Linked DNA regions of Mus musculus: region 1 is linked to region 2. The links are chromatin contacts, called in public Hi-C maps. All regions are on one chromosome and are shown on one strand. Each heading gives the region's core, a stretch centred on a gene start, on an enhancer-like site or on the middle of the called end of the contact. The rest is flanking DNA. Distances are from core to core; before and after follow the strand shown.

What was found. A called contact is a pair of places that touch in the nucleus more often than the background predicts.
Region 1: a contact with region 2 is called in a Hi-C map of the N1E-115 cell line, with 4 times the contacts expected there. The contact joins two enhancer-like sites. A contact is called at or near these places in 1 of 15 datasets of contacts at CTCF or cohesin (the NIH/3T3 cell line) and 2 of 484 Hi-C or Micro-C datasets (the N1E-115 cell line and nephron progenitors).

Annotation. Positions count from the first base shown.
Region 1 is chr10:96,467,955-96,472,016 of GRCm38.p6, reverse strand. No RefSeq gene overlaps it. Among named protein-coding and RNA genes, the nearest start is that of Gm33843, 130 kb to the left of the region's middle. Within about 2 kb of position 2,731, at least 5 of the 459 cell types and tissues checked have an H3K27ac peak or open chromatin away from gene starts, as enhancers often do. A contact at or near this core is called in the N1E-115 cell line, where this site is marked.
Region 2 is chr10:96,302,931-96,307,013 of GRCm38.p6, reverse strand. It overlaps Gm40748 (a long non-coding RNA gene), which reads left to right. Exons shown (of 3, transcript XR_871975.1): 2 at 1-195; 3 at 1,249-1,513. Among named protein-coding and RNA genes, the nearest start is that of Gm40748, 3.8 kb to the left of the region's middle. Within about 2 kb of position 1,438, at least 9 of the 459 cell types and tissues checked have an H3K27ac peak or open chromatin away from gene starts, as enhancers often do. A contact at or near this core is called in the N1E-115 cell line, where this site is marked.

The DNA.
Region 1 (4,062 bases), core at 1,482-3,981, 160 kb before region 2:
CATAACCCCATGTCTTTAGTGACTGTGTACCCAGAGGACTAGTGACTGTCAGAACCTACAGTTCTTTGTCAGACTCCCTTTTCTGTTCCCAAGTTTGATTGCCCTTGGAGGACAACTGAAAGTGCTAAGAATTGACTTGACACTTTCCACCCAAAGGATGGAATCCCTCATTTGGTTACTGGTGGAATCTGTGTGCTGTCTGCTGGGTGGGATTGCATTGGAGTGTGTGCTTATGCTAGCTCTCCAACAAGACTCAACTCTAATTGCCTGCCCTTTCTTAGCCACTTCCTCTTTTCTGCTCCTTTTCTTATCTACTGTGGTATTACCTCTTGAATTATTTGAGTCAATGCCTTGAACCTAGTGAGCTCCTTCTGTGAGCTTGTTTATGCATTGGGGAAAAGAATCTATGTAGATAGTTTCTTCACAAAATGATTGGAGCAATGTTAGATCTCCACAAAAGCTTCACAGGAGCATGCACTCACATGATTTAGTGACGAGTACAGTGATGGAGGTGCCAGTCATCAGCCAGGAGTAGGCCATATAAGTGTGCCAAATCAGAGTTGTCATTGGATTTGGCCATATGACCCAAAGATGTTCCAAAGTTTCATCTGGGGACATCCCATGGTTCAGTTAAATTTTGTGTCCCAACAAATGCTTCTTAGATGCCACTTCCTGGTAAAGAATATCTCTGTTCATCTATTTTCCTAAGTTGGAAACATTCCATCTCCATAGAAACCCATGGAAAGCCACTATGCAGATTGGCCAGTGACCTACAATAGAGTATTGCATGAAGAGATGAATAAGGCCAATTAGATTTTTTTCTTCTTTGCAATTTCACACAGAAAATAACAGAAAATGAGGCAATTGTGTGGGCATTCAAATAATAGGATGGTACTTGGATTCTTAAGAACACATGAACAATGACAGAAAGGAAGGCACAAAAAGAGTGAAGAACATGTATTGCATTTATTTATTTTGAGTACACACACACACACACACACACACACACACACCATGGAACATGCCACCTATGTGAAAACAGAGGACAACTTAGAGAGTATTGCTTCTCTCTTTCTGCCATGTGGGACCTGGGGCCTGGACTTTAATTCTGCAACTTTGTCACAAGGGCCTTTACCAAATGGAATCATTTTACCGACTCGGGAATAAAAAATTTTAAGTTGGAAAAAGATGGGAAGAAGTTGCAAAATACAAAGGAAGCCAGCAAATGGTTATAAGATGAGAAGCAGGTTCAGGGCCCTGTGTAGAAGGCTGCAACATCTGCATGGAGTTTCTGGAGGCCTCGCTCCTCTGTGATCTTTCCTCTTTGGGTGTCTGGGGATTCAGCTTTCTTTACACAAACATCTTTCAACCAAGGAGCACTTTGCATCTGTATCCATACAGCAAGCCTGTCATTTTCACACAACAATAGTAATGGAGCCACATGGCTGCTGCCCTCTGGCCCCCATCCAGTGCCATGCTGATACCTAACCTACCTAAAAGGCAAATTTGGTCACGTTATTTCCCCAGCTAACATATATCTCTTGCCACTTGGCTACAGCTCCACAGTACTTTTCAAGATCTAACTCGTCCCCAGCCTGGGCTTTATGCTGTTGAATTTGCTGCCCTCCCTGTCTGATGGAACCTGAACGTCTTCTGTGTATGTGTGCTCCCCCCATCTTGCACCTGCTCCTTCTTTTCTCTTTGGCTGAGATTTGAACTCCCTTCACAGACGTAGTACTACTATTGTAGTGTTGCCCTGAATAAACCCCAACATCATTTTAGAAGATCCAGAACTTCATTTGGAGGGTTTTTTTGTTTTTTGTTTTTTTCCTGTTCCTTTTCACACAGGGCTGTGATGGTCTAGCTTGGACCATCCTCAGTGGCAGGGACAGTGACTATACTCATTAAACGACTTCTTGATTCAATTTCTTGACTTTTGTCAGTATTTCTCCAAATATGCTCTAAAGAAAAATTGTATCACAGTCTGAGAAGATCAGTGGATAAGAGAGCCTCCTGTCCTTCTAGATCATAATTTACTTCCTATCACCTTTGCAGTCACCTGGAACTCCAAGTCCAGGGGGTCTGATGCCTCCCTCTGGACTTCATGGGCACCTACACGAACACACACACACACACACACACACATGCAAGCACGCATGCAATCGTGCATTCATGCTTGAAAATAAATCTTAGAAAAAAAATGTAACCAGAAACACTTGGTGGTGAACTGTGCAGATCTCCTGTTCTTATTTGAAACGGATGAGAATCACCTAAAAGCACTTTCAACTTTTCAGTGCCAGGCATTGTCTTTTAGTCTGTTTTGTTCAATTGCTAACTCTACAAAGCAAAAGTAAGTTTCAAACAAAAACAAACAAGAAGCCCCAGCTGCTTCCAATCCACAGGTCCAGTGCTACCTCTATGGAGGTTTGGGATCCAGGCTCATGTCATCTTTGCATATCCAGTCTTGTTCACCATCATTTCCATTCCAAGATTTTCTGTTTTATTTTGTGATTACCTTGAGTACCCATTTAGGCTGCAGAGAGTTAATTAAGAAATTGTGGCAGGCCCTAAAGACAAGACAGGGAACATTTCACATTCAAACCACAGCATAGCCCCAGGCCTGGGTGCAAGAGAAGTATTAAGTACAGCAAGCAAGCAAACAAACCGTTGTGTTTTGTGGATCAAAAGCACATGGCCCAGAGAAGCTCTGAGTGCTGTACCACAGGGCAGAAATGTAACCAACGCAAGGCCTGCTGTTTCCTTAAGAGGAGGCTAAGGCAGAACCGGCGGTGCTCGGCTATTTCTTTGCACAAATCCTTGGCGTGGGCTGTGAAATGTCAAATGTAGATTTGATTAAGCCCAACTCTAAAGCCCTAAGGCAAGTGTGTATCCACGGTTCTAATGTAATTATCGGAGCCACCTCTGTCTGCTACTAGGGCTGAGCTAGCACCCCATCATGGATACCAACGTCTACAAAATGAAGCCTGCAATTGATTGATTCATCACATCCCAAGTAGAAAGAGCCTAAAAAGCTCGACCAGGCTGGCTCCTCCTGAAAACTGAAGCATTAAATTAAGTAGCGGAACCAGCAGACCTGCCTTCTGATAGTCTGAAAAGGCGGAGCAAAGCATGGGCCCTAAAGAAAATGGTAGAGATCAAAGTTCTGTTGCCCTTTCGAGCAGCAAGGCTCTGGACATTTCCAATCCTTCCTTGAGATGATAACCCATACTTTGAATTCTTGGAGGCTGTGATCAATAATGAGTCTTCAGACTGAAGGATTCAGGAGATGAAAGGGGAAAAGTGGTGTTTCCTGGATCCATACACTGGGAGAGCAGGCATACAGGGAGCATGAGCGTAGATCAAATTAAACTAAATGCAGCAGCCTCACTGGGGCAGATGAGATTTCACCACTGCATTCTCAGAGGGAAGAAGAGGATGCACTGCCTACACCCAAGTTAGCCACTAGCCAAAGCTCTACTTTGTTTTGTGAAATTCACATCATATTATTTCTTCCTCCTCCTCCTCTTTTCTTCATCTTCTTCATCCTCCTCTCTTCCTCTTCCTCCTTCCTTCTTTCTTCCTGCTTTAAAATGTGTTCCTGTCCTCTTTTAAGGACTGATTGGAACCAAGATGACAAGAACCAAACCTCCAGAGAAAGATCGCTGTACTGTGAAATTCAAGCAGAGAGAAATGGCACAGCCATGTTCGACCTCACCCAGTAGTGGAATCTAAACACGCTCCACATGGTTCAGAGAGAGAACCAGAGAGAGGTCTGTCTGGTGAGATAAGTCACCAAAAATTTAAAATTTGCTTATCACCCTTCACAGAAATGAGCCATATTTTCAAGCTCCATGAGCTTCCTCCAATTTGACCAACAAAGTTAGAGTGTTGAGAACAGTTTCCGCGTGACTCTAGAACCAAAGTCTTATTTTGGGGGCTTTTGGAATTGTCTCTGTCCAGATATCCAGAGGTCAGAGTGGTCTTTGTTGGAGACTCTGTAGGAGGCTCACCATAGGAGAAAGATCATTTCCCAGCTGAGAGCCATCCAGGAGATAGGGGAGG
Region 2 (4,083 bases), core at 189-2,688:
GCTATCTGATACTCGGAATCGCTGTCAGCAAAGGCCTTGCCTCCGGAGAAAATAAACAGAGACAATGTCCCATGAGCTCATCTCACAGACCATCTTCAAAGCTGAGTGGCCAGACTCAAGGAACATCTCTCTCTGACAGACCATCTCAAGACACATAGGAATGGTTGAAATCCCTAAACAAGATGAGAAGAAAAGGTATTTGGCTGCTGTCTGAGTGTCTGCGATCTCTGAAACTCAGTCAGCAACATTCATTAAAGGGACTGCGGGAGTGAATGGAAGAGAATCAGCATCAGTCGCCTCAGCACTAGATCACCTCAGGACTAGTTCACAGCCGCTCCCTCAAAAGCTTCTTCATCACACCACAGTTTCACCTGAGGAAAGAGGGGCCCACGGGAGGACTCTACAGCTTCATTATTCTGAGGCCAAGGGCATGTACAAAGCCAACACCCCCAGCCATTGCTGTGTCTGTGAGCTTGACGGCAGGTATCCACTTGCTGAGGCACATCTCCTCTGACAAGCTGTCCTTGCCGGTGATATCTTTAGTGGCAGTGAAGAACACAGTGTATTTTTCTCAGATTAGGAATTGGAGACCTAGAGAAGATAATTTGTGTTACTCCACACAATCTAATAAGATGTCTTCTCTCCCCGCCCCAGACAGGCATGGAGGCACTCGCTTACAATCTCAGCACTGGGGGGAAATTGAGTGAGTAGGATCATGAGTTAGAGTCTAGCCTAGGCTACATAGTATGACCTTGCTTCAAAGAAAAAAAAATTAGTGTGAGTGTGTATGTGTGTGTGTACACATATGTATAAATGTCATGAAATGACTGTCTTCCTAGTGGAGTGATATTGATGCCATGTGCCAAAGACCTCTGTATTTTAATATATTCAAGAGTTAGCGGAACTGCTTGTTCACTAGATTCGTTATTTATAGCTTTTCTGTGAGAACTCGCTTCACTTTATGTATTCAACACTTGGGATGATCACTACCTTAGTCCATGTGCTAATTGATACAGAAAAGTTTCTAGGTTTGGAGGATATATAAGTTTATATTTAACTTATTCCTGCATCTTATCCAGGAAATGAGAGCCAGATGTCTCTGCATGTGTGCTATTTGCTTTAAGCAAGATGTCAGGCAAAGATAAGAGCAATTCACTGATTGGTTACTGTGTCTTCCCACGGAGTACATAAAGCATCTTTGGGCCCTCTGTTATTTTGCTAATCTGTTTATCTCATCCTCACGGACAGCTCTCTTCATCTGAGCAGTGGGCGTTTGTCCTGCGAGGACGGTTCTTCCTGGAATTCAAGATGACACAAGTTATGGACAGTAACTTACCACGGTGCCTTCCGCCAAAGTAAAGGAGCCAGACGCCAAAGGAAGGCGAAGATGCCAGACTTTCATCTGGCTTTTAAGTAGTTACAGGCCAAAGTCAAGAGTCCGTGCTTCTTACGAAATGCGGTTTCTGGGTGCCCGCCCCTCCACATCTCATACACCCCACAATTTAGGACAGATTCTAATAAAACGTAAGAAAAGGAAATCTTCCCAAGTGTTCTCTTGTTTGTGGATGAAGAGGACAGGAAGTTATCATAACAGGATTCTTAATCTCAATTCAACCGAGGGGTCCCTGAGAGGCAGAGACTGAGAATAACAGCTTCCTTAGGGGAATTCCCAGAGAGAGTCTGAGTGCACAGACCTCCTATTTTCCTTATTCCCTGGATTCTGTTGCAAGAAGACACTTGCAGTATGAGCAGAGATGGTTGCAGTCCTGTGTCCACACAAATCTGCCACCTCCTTATTCCTGTCTGGCGTCTCCACAGCCCATCTCTTTGTGCTCAGCCTTCAAGGAGAATGATCTGTCCTTCAAAATGTTGACTGCCTTTCCAAAACTGGAAGTAAAAGCTAAACAGACTGAGCTATGTGAAGAATTTTAGCACTGACTTCTCTCTTTCTCATTCTCTCTCTCTCTGTCTATCTTCTTCCCTTCCTCTCTTCTTCCTCCCTTTGAAAATGTCATCTTAGTAAAAACAATTTATTCACTGGGCAGTGATAGCACACTCCTTTAATCCCAGTGCTCACTAGAGAGGCAGAGGCAGGCAGATCTCTGTGAGTTTGAGGCAACTCTGGTCTGCAGAGCAAGTTCCAGGACGGCTGGAGTCATGCAGAGAAACCCCCCCCCACCCCGTCTCAAAAAAAAAAAAAACAACAACAACAAAGAAATAGCAACAACAACAAAAATGTATTTATAATATCATAAAAGACCTTTTTAGAGTCTCTTTTTAAAGGGAGGTCCTAAAGGGAAGTGAATGTCCTGTTTATTATTTTTCTTTCCTCCGGAGTTTGTGAAGGATTGGGCGGCCCGGGGAAAGACAGTAGTTGTATCTCTGGCTATCCCCACTCTTTTGAGGGATCCCCTACAGGCCCCACTGCTCTGCTCTATAAAGAGTTTACAGCTGCCCTCTTTGGATGGAAATTTGATGAAGAACCATGCTCCTCTCCTAGTCTGCTTTTGCTGGTGTCTTGGATGTGCTCTCTGAGTCTAAGACATGATACATTATACATCTAGGGACTTCAACATCTGTTTGGCTCCAGAGGGAACGAACATCCTCTGATTTCTTAATCTTTTTCATCACAATGGAGGGACTCTGAAAGGAGCAGTTGAGCACCTGGGATGTTCACACAGGAGGACTCAGTTTATGCTGACATCACTCTCTGTGTCTGTCTCTGTGTCTCTGTCTTTCTATCTCTCTGTCTCTGTCTCTCTGTCTTTTTCTGTCTCTCTCTGTCTGTCTCTGTCTCTGTCTCTCTCTCCTGTTGGATCAGGGAAATGACCAACTATGGTCATTGCAGAGCTGTGTGGTGAAATAAAAGTCAGTATGAGGAGAGAAACAATGAATGCACATCTCTCAGTTCCTTTTCATTTGAGTATGCATCCTCGGTGCTGACACAATGGGGATTTGGTGAGACTGCAGAAGCCTCTCGATATTAGGTAATTTAAGTACAAAAATGTAATCTCATAACTTTAAAGGGGGAGGAGTAAGGTTGAATATTAGTTTAAAAATGCTTGGAGACCCTATTTGTCTGTTCTCCATGGAATGCTACTTTCATAATCTTCCCAAGTAATCAGAATTAATAAAAGTGATATATATTTATGTATATTTTCATATATATATGTATATGTATAATTTCTAATATGTAGCAAATGCTAAGATAACTTACCAAGAAGAAAGAACTATTATTTTTACAGACTAAAACACTGAAGAAGTTACATCACCACCTTAGGTCAAAATGGCTAACAAGTAGAGATCAGCCATGCTTAGGTGACACCAAAGTCCTTTTTGCTGTATCATTAAGGAAAGCAGTGTCCCAAGAACTTTCCACTCTTTATGTATCTCAAAAAAGTGTTACTCATCTCAAAATATCAAACATTAAATCAAGACACTGAGACTGTTTAGAGACAGCATCTGGAAAAAGCTGATGAGAATCAGAAAATTCTGGAAGCTACATATCAAAACTTCAATTGAGAAGATGGTAAATATTTCACACAAATAATAGAAGCTGTGTGGGGAGAGGGGCAATAATTTGGACATTGGACATGTAGGGCCAACTGTGAGTGGCAGACAATGATGGTAATCCCAGGTAAGTTTGCTGAGAATAAAAGTTTCTTTACAACAGGAGAGGAAGAGAAAGCACTGACAATAGGCCTCTTGGTCACTAGAAGCATCTGAGTAGTTACTGAGCACCATCTGATTTGATTGACACTTGGAGAACATCTGCCTTTAGAGATGCTTGGCTTAGCTGGGTTATTCTTTATCTGAGATGTTTGGACCAAGCCCTGGAGATCACACAGAAAGTTGTCAATGTGTTTTTGTCTGAGGGAAGGGCAAACATCTCCCCTCAGATCCTCAGAGCAAATCTTTGGGATCTGCGAGCCGGTAAGTGAATTTCCTACCAATCCTCAACACAGCTTTGTAAAATTGGCTCTCATCTTCAGAGAGGAGCGCAGCAGAGCCATGTGATGAGCTTCATGTTAGGGTGGGAGACAACGGAAGGCAGCAGCGAGGTTTTGAGCATGGGAACTTAGA